Regions from separate parts of the Sus scrofa genome. Here regions 1, 2 and 3 are each linked to region 4. The links are chromatin contacts, called in public HiChIP or PLAC-seq and promoter capture Hi-C maps. All regions are on one chromosome and are shown on one strand. The core of a region is the stretch at or near the end of the contact, and the rest is flanking DNA. Distances in the headings are between cores, read along the strand shown.

What was found. Promoter capture Hi-C pulls out the DNA fragments that hold promoters and counts their contacts. HiChIP or PLAC-seq counts read pairs in DNA pulled down with a chosen protein or histone mark.
Region 1: a promoter capture Hi-C map of liver shows a contact between it and region 4, with 4 times the contacts expected there. The contact joins the promoter of RAB39B here to the promoter of TMLHE in region 4. A contact is called at or near these places in 1 of 5 promoter capture datasets (liver) and 1 of 47 Hi-C or Micro-C datasets (liver).
Region 2: a promoter capture Hi-C map of fetal liver shows a contact between it and region 4, with 2.8 times the contacts expected there. The contact joins the promoter of VBP1 here to the promoter of TMLHE in region 4. A contact is called at or near these places in 1 of 5 promoter capture datasets (fetal liver) and 1 of 47 Hi-C or Micro-C datasets (liver).
Region 3: a contact with region 4 is called in an H3K27ac HiChIP or PLAC-seq map of alveolar macrophages. The contact joins the promoter of VAMP7 here to the promoter of TMLHE in region 4. A contact is called at or near these places in 1 of 5 promoter capture datasets (liver) and 1 of 2 datasets of contacts at active chromatin or transcription factors (alveolar macrophages).

What each region holds. Positions count from the first base shown.
Region 1 is chrX:125,526,512-125,529,638 of Sscrofa11.1, forward strand. RAB39B (ras-related protein Rab-39B) reads right to left here and starts at 1,742. Exons shown (of 2, transcript XM_003135517.5): 1 at 451-1,742. The coding sequence starts at 665.
Region 2 is chrX:125,483,733-125,486,908 of Sscrofa11.1, forward strand. It overlaps VBP1 (VHL binding protein 1), which reads left to right and starts at 1,625. Exons shown (of 6, transcript NM_001244980.1): 1 at 1,625-1,727. The coding sequence starts at 1,635.
Region 3 is chrX:125,861,953-125,865,333 of Sscrofa11.1, forward strand. VAMP7 (vesicle associated membrane protein 7) reads left to right here and starts at 1,351. Exons shown (of 9, transcript NM_001243593.1): 1 at 1,351-1,470; 2 at 2,926-2,997.
Region 4 is chrX:125,672,124-125,675,627 of Sscrofa11.1, forward strand. TMLHE (trimethyllysine dioxygenase, mitochondrial) reads right to left here and starts at 1,593. Exons shown (of 8, transcript XM_003135511.4): 1 at 1,438-1,593.

The DNA of each region.
Region 1 (3,127 bases), core at 492-2,991, 150 kb before region 4:
GTGGCTGATCATTGAATGCGTGCTGCTTGCAAGAAGGACTGGACCATCAGTATCTGTGTGTGTCTATATTTATATCTAGCTCTCTTTATCTCTATGTCTGTCAGTTATGTTAGGATGACCTGGGAACATTTCTGAAATGTAGCCCGGGGATGGAAACTGATGAACTGCAGAGATTGCCTCCAGCTAGTTTATTAGTCATCCAGGGGCAGCTTGGTGGAGTTTGGGTGTACTATTGACTGGCCTTCTCTGCTACGGCACATCTTTCCCTGCGCTGAACTCCCAGCTAGCTGAAGGTGGGCTTGAGCAGAAACCCTCAGACCCCGGGGTTTTGTCCCTTAGGGCACCCATCCTCCGCCCCCGGACCAAGACCAGGAAGTCCTCTTTCCTCCAGGTCTCTGTGCAAGCCCCAAAGACCCTCCCACTGCTCGAGGGCCCAGGCTGCGCTCCCACCTGAACCTCTCTTGACCCGCAGTATCCCAGATCTGGAGCTTGATGCGTTTTCCTGGCTCGATCTCCACCAGACGGGAGAAAAAATCCACCCCCACTGTAGGGTCTGAAACCTGGGCAAAGCGGCCCTCGGTGAAGCGGCGGATCAGGCAGGACTTGCCCACCGTGGAATCCCCGATGACAATGAGCCGGAACTGGTACAGCCAGATGGCCTCCATGGCTGGGCTCGGCAGGTCTCCGTGCCCCGGGCCGTGCGCGGCGAGACGGGGCGCCCGGCCGAGGCCTCGGAGAGTGCGGCTGGGTCCTGATCTAGATCGGCCGCGAGCGCATCGTTGGCCTGGAAGCCTGAGGCGAGGTAGGCCCAGGAGCAGAGAGAGCAGAGGGATGGATGCTGCGCTCGCAGAGGTGATGAAATGGCAGCAGCATCAGCACCACGCACTCTGACTCATCACTGACAACAGGGCTACTGTAATTCTCCATGTAGAGGCGACTCCAAGGGCCGCACTGTCTGTAAGAGGAGCGCACACAGAAATGGCCTCGAAAACAGCTCAGTCCTTTCCTTTCGCGTTCCTCCACTCATCCTTTCTTTTTAAATTAGAAGTATTCTCTGTCTTTCAAATTGCAAAAGTTAATAAGCCTTCATTAACACTAACGAAACAATACAACAATATACACAAAAACGAAAGTCTATAATTATCTGCTGCCTACCTCCCCAAAGATATTAACCGTTTGGTATATATTCTTCCACGTGTATTTCTATGAAAAGATACATACATATATACATTTACTGCTGTTTGATTTTACAAAAATTGTGTCACATCGGATCATTACTTTGACACTTGCTTTTTGCAATCGATAGAGCATCACAGACATTTTTCCCGTTCCCTTTTCCTTTTGCTGCAATTATCTCTCAAGTGTAGTCACATATATATTATCTCTATGACATGCAAGAAAGACCAGGAAGTCAAAGAGTATAAATATTTAAAATACTATAAATATGGGCATTATGCTTGGCAAAAATATTTAGCTAAATTTAAATTCTAGGCGGCAATGCGTGAAAAGACTATTTTTGGCATTATTTCAAGCATCATATGTGATACTCTTTCATAATACTTGCCAGTCTGATGTAGTTAATGGGATCATTCAATGTGTGGACTTTCGTAACTGGCTTCTTTCCCTTAGCGTGTTTTAGAGGTTCATCCACATCTCCTAACATGTATCAGGACTTCATTCCTCTTTATTTATTTTTATCTTTTTAGGGTCACACCCTCGGCATATGGAGGTTCCCAGGCTAGGGGTCAAGTCTGAGCTGCAGCTGCTGGCCTGTGCCACAGTTCACGGCAACGCCGGATCCTTAACCCACTGAGCGAGGCCTGGGATCAAACCTGCATCCTCATGGATGCTGTTCAGATTCATTTCTTCTGAGCCACAGTGGGAACCCCGCATTCCTTTTTATGACTGAATAATTTTCCCTTGTGTGACATACTACGTTTTGTTTATCCATTTTTCTATCGATGGACGATTGGATTGTTTCTGCCTTTTGGCTATTGTGAAGATTCTTGGACAAGTTTTTGTTTGAATTCATGCTTTGCACTTTTTCAGGTTTAAACCTAAGAGCGGCATTCCTGTGTCCTGGGGTAGCTCTATGTTAAGTCCCTTGAAGAAATGCCAGACTGTTTTCCACGGAGGCTGCGCCAGGGAAGACGTGTGTTCCCCGTCTTCTCCCAACGCTTGTTATTTTCTAACTTTTTGGTTCTAGACATCTTAGTGGGTATGAAGTGATAGCTGATTGTGGTTTTGATTCACATTTCCCTGAAGACTAGTGAATGTGCATGTTTTCACATTCTTATTGGCCATTTACATATCTTCCTTGGAGAAAGGTACACTCTGACCCTCTGCCCATTTTTATTTATTGATTTATTTATTTTAACTTTTTTCTTTTTTGGCCGGCCCGAGGCATATGGAGTTCCCAAGCCCGGGATCAGACGCCAGCCTAGTTTCAATCTAAGTTGCAGCGGCAGCGAGGCGGGACCCTTGACCCACTGTGCCCGGCAGGGGATGGATCTTTTGTCCCAGTGCTTTCAAGACGCTGCAGATCCCATTGTGCCACAGTGCCTATTTTTAAACTGGATTATTTATCTTTTTATTATTGACTTGTAAGAATTCTTTACACATTGTAGGTATAAGTCCCTTCTCAGATACGTGATTTGTAAATATTTTCTCCCATTCTCTGTGTCCTTTTTGAACTTTCTTAAGGGTGTTCTTTGAAGCACAAAGTTTTCAATGTTGATGAAGTAAAGATTATCTATTTTTTTCTTTTGTTACTTGTGCTTCTGGTGTCATGTGTAAGAATATTTTGCCAGATTCAAGTTTGTGAAGATTTACTCCTCTGCATTCTTCTAAGAGCTTTGTAGTTTTAGCTCATACACTTAATCTGTGATCCATTTTATGTTAATTTTTATATATGCTGTGAGGTAGAGGTCCAGCTGCATTCTTTTGCATGTGGATACCTAGTTGTCTAATCACTATTCGTTGGAAAGACGATTCTTTTCCCATTGATGATTTTGGCACCCTTGTTGAAAATCAGTTTACCATAGACTGGTTTATTTCTGGACTTTCAATTTCATTCCTTTGGACTATGTCAGGTCTTATGCCAGTACCACATTGTCTTGATTATTTG
Region 2 (3,176 bases), core at 375-2,874, 190 kb before region 4:
CACCCACGGGCCCTCCTGCTTTGCCCAATTTCTTTACTCCTCAGGCTCCCACCCACACACCCACTCCTCCACCCCCTCCCTTCTCCTCAGGCCTCCAGCCCTGCCCCCTCCCTGTCCTCCAGTCCCGCTCCCTTCCCTGCTCCAAGGTCCTCCAAGCCCTCCGTCCCATCTAGGTCTGGACCCTGGCGCAGTTCAAAGCCCCGCCCGCTTTCCTCACTCCTCCTGCCCCGCCCACCTCTCAGGTCCTCCGACCCCTTACCTTCGCTCTAGTCCCACAGGTCCTCAGTCTCGCCAGTTCTACAGCAACGGCTATTTTTTAAAACCCTTCCAGCGCCACTCTTTCCTCTAGCCCAGTCCTCCTCTGCCCGCCCCCTTCCCCTTTCCTTCAGCCCCTCCCCCGTACCCAACCTCCATCCCACCTCCCTCACTACTTCGGCCCTACTGTGTGGCAAGATCCTTATTAGGTATTCTACATACATAATCTCATTTCATCTTTACAGCAGCCTTGTTAGTACACCCTTGTTATTCTCATTTTAAAATATGACCTAGGTAATGCTCCTTTCCTACCCTAAATGTGCCTGTTACAGCATTTATTATATTATCTTACCGATTGTTCGGGTCCCTTTAGTTGTCTACAAACTAGGGGTTTAAATAACATGACCCCGTGACTTGCACATAGCCATTTTTAATAAATGTCCATCGCTATTATTATATGTTTGTCCCCACTAAGTAAGGGAGCTGACATATCCTTTATTCAGAAAGGGCCTGGCTTATGGTAGGCTTCGTACGAGTGGATGAAGCACCGCTTCCCCGTGAAGCACTCGAGTGCAAGCAAACGTAGGAGCAAACATGGTGGTTAGATGTCAGAAAACAGATGGAAAAATAATTACTTGGGCCTGTATAACGCAGTTACTTTCAAACGGTTGCAGCAGTGGATGATGTTGGGGAAGTCCTTGGGCCTAGGAGCATTGGAAGAGTTCTTAGGATTTTGCATGTACACTGAAGTTTTGAAAACGTTTGAGCAGGGGTGGTGAGAGGCTGATCAAAGGTGGCTTTTGGTAAATTTTGATGCAATGGACAGGGTATTTATTAGAATCAGGCCACCGCTCCCTGTGGAAGCAAGCATAAAGCAAGTCCCCTTCAAGGGTCAGGAAGCTCGCTAGGATGGTGGGACCAGAAGGACACCCAAGCCCAGTGGCGACGTCTAGGTTCCGGATTTGCTTGTATTCCAAAAGGGATCGTGTCGCCTCGCGAAGGCTATTCTGGAGAGCGCTGCCTGTTCTAGGATAGCAGTGGGATATGTCCCGGCTTGGTACGGGATCATCGGGGTCCTCCAGCCCGCCCACCCCCAAAACCGCCGGAACCCCTTTTCCCAGGACTCGGTATTGGTCCTTGCTGCAGATCCAGGTTCGCCTCAGCTGCCCTTCCGCGCCTGTCACTCACCTGTACGCAGCCAATCAGCATCCAATGGTCGGGAGTTTCATCCGAAGGGAGAGGGGCGGCTGCTTCCTGTGCGCCAATGAATGCGCAGACTCACACGCGAGGGGCGGGCCTGCGGGTGTGAGCGGGCCAATCACAGTCCCCCGGCGGCTGGCAGCCCGAGAGGCAGTTTGTCGCGCGCTCGCTTCCCCAAGATGGCGGACGCTAAGGACGGTTGTGGTTTGGGAGAAGTGGCTGCAGGGAACGGGCGGCGGCTCCACCTAGGGATTCCTGAGGCCGTTTTTGTGGTAAGAGGCACGCCGGTCCTCGGTATCTTGTCTCTGTGTGGTGGGCGACCGTTTCCTTTCTGGCCCCGACCCCGGCCTCGATCGTTGGGGGACGGAGTTGAGCGGGAGGACCTGAGAGAGTGCTCCGTCCTCTCCCACCTCCGCGCCGGCACGCCCTGTGCTGTGTTGGGACCCGCCCTCGGGCAACGCGGTCCGAGGAGGCCCCAGCAGATAAGGTGGCGTGGGGCCCGGAGGACTCGGGAGCGGGGGCGGGGCGGCCCCATCAGCCCCTCCTCCCCGCCCCACGCGGGATTTCCTCCCGTGCCGCCTGGAGAAAGGGAGGCGGCGAGGAGCTGGAGACTCAGCGTAGATGCTGGAGGGAGCGGTGTACACATGGTGACAGGATGCAGTGAGTAGGCAGAAGAGCTGGGGCTAAGGTGTGGAAGTAGGAAAATGGCACCTGGTCTGTTGCCTTGGGGGAGCCGAGTGGCGGGGAAGTGGGGTCGGTGAGAACGTGAGGCCCTTGTGTGTCCTGCTGAGGCACGGAGGCTTTAGCCAGTGGGCAGCGGGTGTCTAAAGAAGGCCACTGTACAGCCTGTTTGCTTGTAGGTACGTCGTCCTAATAACTTAGTAGAGAATAAATCGGGTGGAGTTCAGAGGCGAAGCAGGGAATGCAATTTTGGAGGCTTCGCAGAATGGGGAGACCAACCCGAGTCCAAACAAAGAGAAGCAAGTAGACGCTTCCACTCCTGCGCTTCCGTAAAATTCTCGAAATAGTATTTGAAAGCTCTTTCAATAATGAGAAAAGACCTGACTGCCCTTCCAGACCAATATAACCCGTCTCTGTCCACTCACTTCTGGCTGAACAACTATGAAATCTCTGTGGAAGTTTCTCGACCTTTTGGTTTGTGCCTCTGTTGCCTTATCTCCTCCACCTTTTTGTTAATCATATCTTAGAGTCTTCAAAAGACCCGTTTATTTTATTTATTCTTTTATTTAGGCCACTCTTAAGGTACACTATGCATATTTGCATGTGCCGATTCAGTTTTCTACTGTTTTCTTTATTTTGTCTTTTCTCCCTGAGCTGTGCCGTTTTATTTCTTTACCCTCATTTCCCACCTAGTTGTTAACTAGAGATACAATTTCTTAAATACCAGCCACTTTCCTCATGCTGTTACAAAACCCTAGGCGGCAGGTACTGTTATTCTCATTTTGTAGATGATGAAACTGAGGCACAGAACCCTGGAGTAACTTGCCCCAAGTCACGCAGGGTGCCAGAGAGTTATCCAGGGTTTGAACTTGGGCCCTCTGTAGGACTCTAGAGCCTCTCCTTACTGTCAAGCTCTGCCACCAGGAGGAACATGAGGTAGTTGTCTTGCTCACTGTCATTTCCCCTGATCCTGGCACAGTACCTGACACATAGTGTAAGCTTATAACCAGATGCTGAATTTCTGTAGTGCCTTAAAGTAC
Region 3 (3,381 bases), core at 101-2,600, 190 kb after region 4:
ATAATGGGGAGTCAATGAAGATTTTAAGTAGAATTTTGAACTGATCAGATTTTGTTTTAGATAGAGCAATCTCAAGTGATGAGGAGTGGGTGGAAGGAGATGGTGAACAAGATACTACAGGTACAGAGATATTAATTCTGATTTCTACTGCCCAGATCATTTTAGTCATGATTTTGTGAATGTACTTCAGTTAGTCTATAGCCCACCTAGAGCTAATACTAGTAAATAAGGTATGGAATATGCTGTACATATTAGAGCAGAACAGTTTGTATAGCGCCTGTAAATGTAAGATCCTGCAAAGTTGAAGTATGGTAATAGTTGAAAATTGTCTTTATTTTAACAACATGGTTGAGAATTTTTTTGAATCTCAGTACTTAATTGCATTTGATTATCTTGAGATTTACATTTTATACATACACATATTTATCATTCAATATTTATTATTCTGCAAGTTGTCTATATATGTATGTCCATTCTCTATGTTCAATAGGATCAAAGATTATGCCTTAGGAAAATTACATTTTATTAAAGTATAGTTGATTTACAATGTTGTGCCAATTTATGCTGTACAGGAAAGTGATCCAGTCATATATACATTCTTTTTCTCACATTATCTTCCATCATGTTCTATCCCAAGAGGGTCTAGAATTTTGGCTGGAAAGGAGAGGTTAAGTCTGTGTGTGGTGAGGGAGGATTGGGGTTGAGAAAACTGACTTTGGAATGTTTTAGATGAGAGAAACTTTGACAATCTTTAAATGTTGAAAATAAAGAGCAAGTCATCAGGGAGCTGTTGAGTCATAAAACGGACGAATTTATTTCAGGAGCTAGACTTAGGTTGGTAAGAAATAGGGATGTAAACGGGACAGGGGAGCTTACATAAAAGAAGTTATTATTTTCATTATCATGATTATTGCAAAAGACTGGGAAAAAGGATTGCTGAGGGAATCCAAGGAGGTTAAAAAATTTCATGGCGAGAGTAGAGGGAGTTCCTGTCAGATGAATTTATCTCCTCTGTGAAGTAACGGGCTACCTTACCTGCTGAGACTCAGCAAGGAGATGGCAGGGAAAGCTCGGCTCTTCATCTATTCTGCAGACTCAGTGCCAGTGGACTCTCTGTGGCCCTGCGTCCTCTCTCTTACTCGAGGGACTAGCGCTTGATGTTGTTTGTGACAAGAGTTGTTGATGGACCGAGTGACAGATTCCGGGGATAAGCCAGAGGAAACTACCACTCCCGGAATGCAGTGCGGCTCCGGGAAGTGCGGGGGGCTGGGAACGCAGCAGGCCCCGCCCGCCTCTCGTTCCCATTGGAGGGGCGTTCGCATTCCCAGGAGGCCGAGCGCGGGCGGGGCGCTCTATGCGGAAGCCGGCGGCGTCTGGTCTATCTTCTTCTGGGAGCGGGTGGTCTGCTCCCAGTTGTTGAGCCGGGCAACTCTGTCCTAATCCTCGAGTTCTCCCAAAGGGCCCGGACAGGTAAAAGCAGCAGGGAGGGCTGGGCGGAAGGCGGGGAGACGACGGCAGAGGGAGGGAAGAGGTATCTGTGGGAAGGTGGAATTGGGAGGCAATGCAAGGGTGACTAGGGCTTCTCTGGTGTCGACAGTTAGAATTGTCGGGCAGCTCCAGTTTTGATGAAGTGCGTTCTATGCTGTTGAAAAGGCCTCGAGTTAAAGAGTCAGAGTGCGTCACCTAAGTTGTTACAGAAAATTTAACTTTCCCTCAGTTTGTATTCTGCAAGACCTCTCTGTAGCATTGGAATATCTTGAGATTTCTTAAGTCCTCAAAAAACTCCTCTCTACGCCCTTGTTTCGATGACGTCACTTTCTGCTTTACCTCCTACTTCTGGGCTCCTTCGTGGGTTTCTAGTTTTCTGTGTGCCCTTCCTCCAAGGCCCCTTGTTGACATTCTTCTTCTTCCTCAGTTCATATTGTAAACTCTGTATCTCTGCCCAGACCTATTTCCTCAGCTTCAGATCCGCATGATGTTCTCGTTATTACTATTGACAAATATTTAACAAACTGACCATGTACTAGGCTCTTTAGTAAATGCTTTACACCTTCCTCCTTCGCAACTTTCACAATCAGTTATCAAGTCCTTTTCTTTCTGTCTTATTAATTGTTCTCAACTACCTGTACCTCCATTGTCCTACCCTTGATCCCAGAGGATACTGTCATATTTGGGACATACTTTCCCTTTGAATAGCTGTGACTTAGAGAAGACCCACTCATATGTTTAACAAACATTTATTGAGCAGCTAATATGTGTTGGACACTCTTTTAAGTGCAAGGGATATACCTGGAAACGACATAGGAGATAGCTACGCTCGGTGGCTTACTTGGCTGTGTGTGTCGGGGGGCGCAAACAGGAAGACTCAAGATGATAGTATATGATGGTGTTGCTTAAGGCAAAATAGAACAGGTTTTTTGTTTGACAGGGTAGTCTCCTATCCTGAGAAAGTCGGAAGGATTGGGTTGGGTCTCATAACATCACAACAAAAAGAATATTTGTAATACCAACAAGAATAATGTTGATTTGTGACCAGACTTTAGGCTTATTATAAACACCTCTTCTTTTTCTCTCTCATATTGTTTGTTCTCTGTTATTCTGTCTCCTCCAAGGTTATTACATCAGAATTGGTGGTTTTTCAGTTACTGGCTTATTTCTTCCCTAACAAGAGTTGAGGATTGGATTACTCTCTCAGCTCCACTGCTCTATATTACTTAGGAAGATAGTTTGGTAATCAAAATATTATTCTTGCCAGGTCCTACTGATTATGAAATTATCTATCATTTATAATATATTTAAAACCAAAACATTCTCAGTGTTTTTAAATTTATTAAATATTTGAGGGAATATTATATGCCAGGCACTGTGCTGGACACTAGGAACCTAGTAAGGATAAAGTAGACACTTTGACCTCTTTTCCAAAAGGAAATAATTATATACTGAGGAAATTCCCAATACATAGACGGACACCTACATTCTTTCTTGTCTTCACCCAAGGTAAGATAATCATAAAACCTTTAAAAAAATCTTCTAAACAGTTGTGTACCTTCTTAAATCATTCACTCTTAAGATTTATTGCATTTATTTGCTTATGTCTGTCTTCCATATTGTACTATGGCTCTGTAGATGATAGACCTTAACTGGTCTTTAGTACTTCCAGTGTCTACTATATTGGGTGTCATAAAGTAAACCCTTAGAAAACATGTTGAACTGAAATAGGAAACCTGTTTGAGCAAATCTAAATTACCTAACTCATAGAAGCCTTTCTTTTCACTTATGGCCATTAGACTTATCCCTAAACATCTACATTTGCCAAATGCAGACCATTCCATCTCATCAGGCTAGTTTATTTATTTTCTCTAGCATGTTCTCACTTTTATG
Region 4 (3,504 bases), core at 343-2,842:
TGGCAGGCAGAAAGCACGGCTGCCAAAAACACTGCAGCCAGTGAGTGATCAATCTGGGTAGTTTACTGCTGTTCCCAGTGTTAACAAGCAGAGATACAAAACAGCTTGTGGTTCCTGGTACCGTTACCACAAGCAGGAAGTGATCCCTCCCGGTCCGCCCTTCCCAGAAATAGAGAGGTGGGACAAGCAAAGATGTCCCCAGACTCAACCAACACAGCAAACATTCCCTTCATGGTACTGGTTATGAGATAATGTATAACCTTTTTAAGTATAAGGATAAACACATTCACCTCTCCTTGTTGTTAAGATTACAGTACTGTGCATAGCATATGGTTGCCATTATCATTATCACCATTTCCTTACTGAGGACAAATCAGAATGACACGACAATGTCCTTCCATAGTGTTTCTAATTCTTTGCCTTTATAGCTACGTCAGTGTAAAATAAACTGTCATTTTTCCTATGGTGTTTCCTGAAAGGGCAATTCCAAGCGAAGAGGCAGCCCTAATAGACTGCTCTATGGCAATGATTACGGATGTGCTCCTCCATGTGAGATAGCATTTTCCTTTCATCCACTGGGTATACAGTTATGTCACCCAAGTCTTCTATGATGACATTTTTGCTAGGCCGTGTACTACACTCATGGAACACATAACACTTTGGATAATCATTTGTCATCTGGGTAAAACTTTTAATGGTAAAGCATTCAGAAGAGCATTCTTCATTGTTAACATTCAACTAAGGGACTGAATGAATGTTTCCGGTTTTCAGGGCAGTCAGTAAAGTAAGAAGCCTAAACAGGCTTTTCAGAGAACAGAGAGACAGCTTCCTTGACTAGCCTCCCCGACGCCCTGCCCTGCCATTCCCGACTCTTGCTAGGTAGCCTTGCTCAGGAGGGGCACAGAAAGGATAAAATCGGGACAGAAAACATTAGTGGATATCAGCAGGAAAGAAAGTCAGTGCTGTGATGTCTTGAGACAGCCGAGTTCCCGCTCCACCGCACTGCCGAGCAAAGTGAAGCGCGGAGAGGGTAGGGACTCGCAGAAAGCTAAACACGACTAGTCAAGGACAGACCCAGGGCGGGCAAGTCCGATAGAGTCTGAGACAATGTAGTCCGGCCGTCAGTCCCGCCGCGAGGTTGCTCCGGCTCTTCCAGCTCTTCCCAAGCACTAGGCCCATCAGACACCGCGCTGATCTCCAGGCGGACTCTGTCGCACATCTGGCACAAACCGTGACGCCCGCCCTGCGGCAAGGCACAAGTGGCCTTCTCCTCTGCCAGGGCTAAGGTGAGTACCACCGCCCTGAGGCCGAGCAGCCAGGGCAGGAGCCGCCGCCCTCTCACTGCGCCAGGCCTGAAAGCCAGAGCCTGGGCAAACGCACTCACCGCCCCCACCCAGGCCACCGCCCCCCGCCCGCCATCCACGGGGCAGGACCCACCTGTGCTGGAGGTCGCGACTCCCAGTTCAGCGAAGCGGGAGGAACTGAAAGCAAGGCGAGCCTCGGCAGGCAGCCCTGCGCCCGCCTTTTTGCCTTTTGCCCAGAACGGCGGCCCCGCGCGCCCCTCCCCCCGCGCGCCGGGCCCCGCGGCCTGGAGGCCCCGCCCCTCTCCTTCCGGGCGTGCCGGGCGGGGGCCTCGCGCGCCGGGGACCCAGCCGGCTGCGGGGGGCGTGCGGGAGCCTCGGGTCCCGGAGGGCTGGGTTGGGGCGCGCCGGTGGATTGCCTTCCTTGAGCAGGTTTGGAAGCAGCGGGGCGGAGAGGAGGCTGGATGGACCCTGTGTAACTCTGCGTGTAAAAGCCAGGTCGCCCTGCTTGCCTTTTCAGGGATACTCCCAGTTCGCTCCTATTTATGGTGATTTATTGAGGTTCCCTAGGACTAACATTCTTCCAGTATCCTTCCACCACTGTCTTGATCTTACATGGCATACCACTCACTTTTGAACGCCCACCAGTTCGCTTGAGCACCTTGAACCCAAGGTCCAGGTAGAGTAGTAAATACAGTGAGCGCTAGAACGCAACACACCTTTAGGAACACACATGCGGGTAAAAATTCAAGAACCATACGTATTGCAAAGAAGGAGAAAATATTTCATTGAAATAACATATGCAATGGAAATTCAGGGCGGAGGGAGAAATTGAGAGCAACAGCAAACAACGAATCAATATATAGACGTTGAAAATGGGAAACTGAGCAGTATTGTAGTTATCAGAGGTGATAATTGTTAGTCTAATGTCGAAAGGGTAATAATAAAGCAAACAGTTTGTAGAAGTCGGGGTCAACAAAAAAAGAAAAACCCTTCCTACTTTTCCTCTGGAACTCTTTCTGCCAGAGCTGTACCCCTATTTGTCTCTTTGGAAATTTGGTGCTCATTCTTTTGGACTCAATTTAGATTTTGCCTTCTCTGTGAATTTTTCATTGTCTGTCCCAGATAAATTTATAGCTTCCTTTTTCGTCAGTGCAATATGACCAATCCATCCAGCACAGGCCTCAAGTGTACCACTTATCATTCTGGATTGTAATCTCTCCCTTTGCATGCCTGTGCCCTCCAATGAACAAGTAGCTTATCGAGAGCAAAAAGTTCATAATTTTCCCACTTATTTTCCAAGTCCCTAGCTAGCTCAGAACCTAACATATATTATGTGCTCAGTGAATATTTGTTGAGAATTGTCTACACTCAGTGAATAGATAGAAAAAAGAGTATAGCTTGAATATGAATCACTCTACAGAGGAATAACTGAATAAGGTCAGGGGATAGAGTGGTATTCATTCATGCAGCAAACATTAATGAGTATCTCCCGAATGCCAGGTGCAGTATTAAGCACTGGGTGTAAAAAAGTAAACAAAAACCGGATAGGGTTCATGCCCTTATGGAGTTTAAAGAACAAATAGGAATTGGCCAGGCAAACAGGAAAAGGAACATTCCAGAGGGAGGGAACAGTACGATCAAAGGTCTTGTAATAGGAAGGAGCATGACAGCAGTGATTAGAGTGAATAAGATCAATAAAGGTAAGGTGAAATCAACACATGGAAAGTACCCAGAAAGAGGCAAGAGGTTGGTAGATAAAGCCGGTGTAAGAGTTGTAAAAAGAAGCCAGCACGAGTAAAAACCACAAAGAATTCTTTTACAAATATGTTCATTGTTCTCAGATATTTGGCATCTATGAGAAACAATACTAAGAACTTCAAGAAACAATATCCTGGACCCAAATATTAGTGCTCTAGACATAAGACTTTGGCACAGACTTTGTATTGGCAGTGGTAGTGGTGCCTTTGATAGGTGATACCATCAAGCAGCAATGATCTTAACATTAGGCATCAGTACAGAGCAAGCCAGAGCGCAGGAGAAAGAAAATAGTTGCCCTGAGTGAGCACATATGCGAACTTGGGCAAAGGACTTCAGTTCTCTGACTCTCGACTTCTTATTTCACAAATGAGCATAATAATAGTATCTGTATGAAAGGATTGTGATGATGACATGAGATAATGTGTATAAAGTACATGGCCAT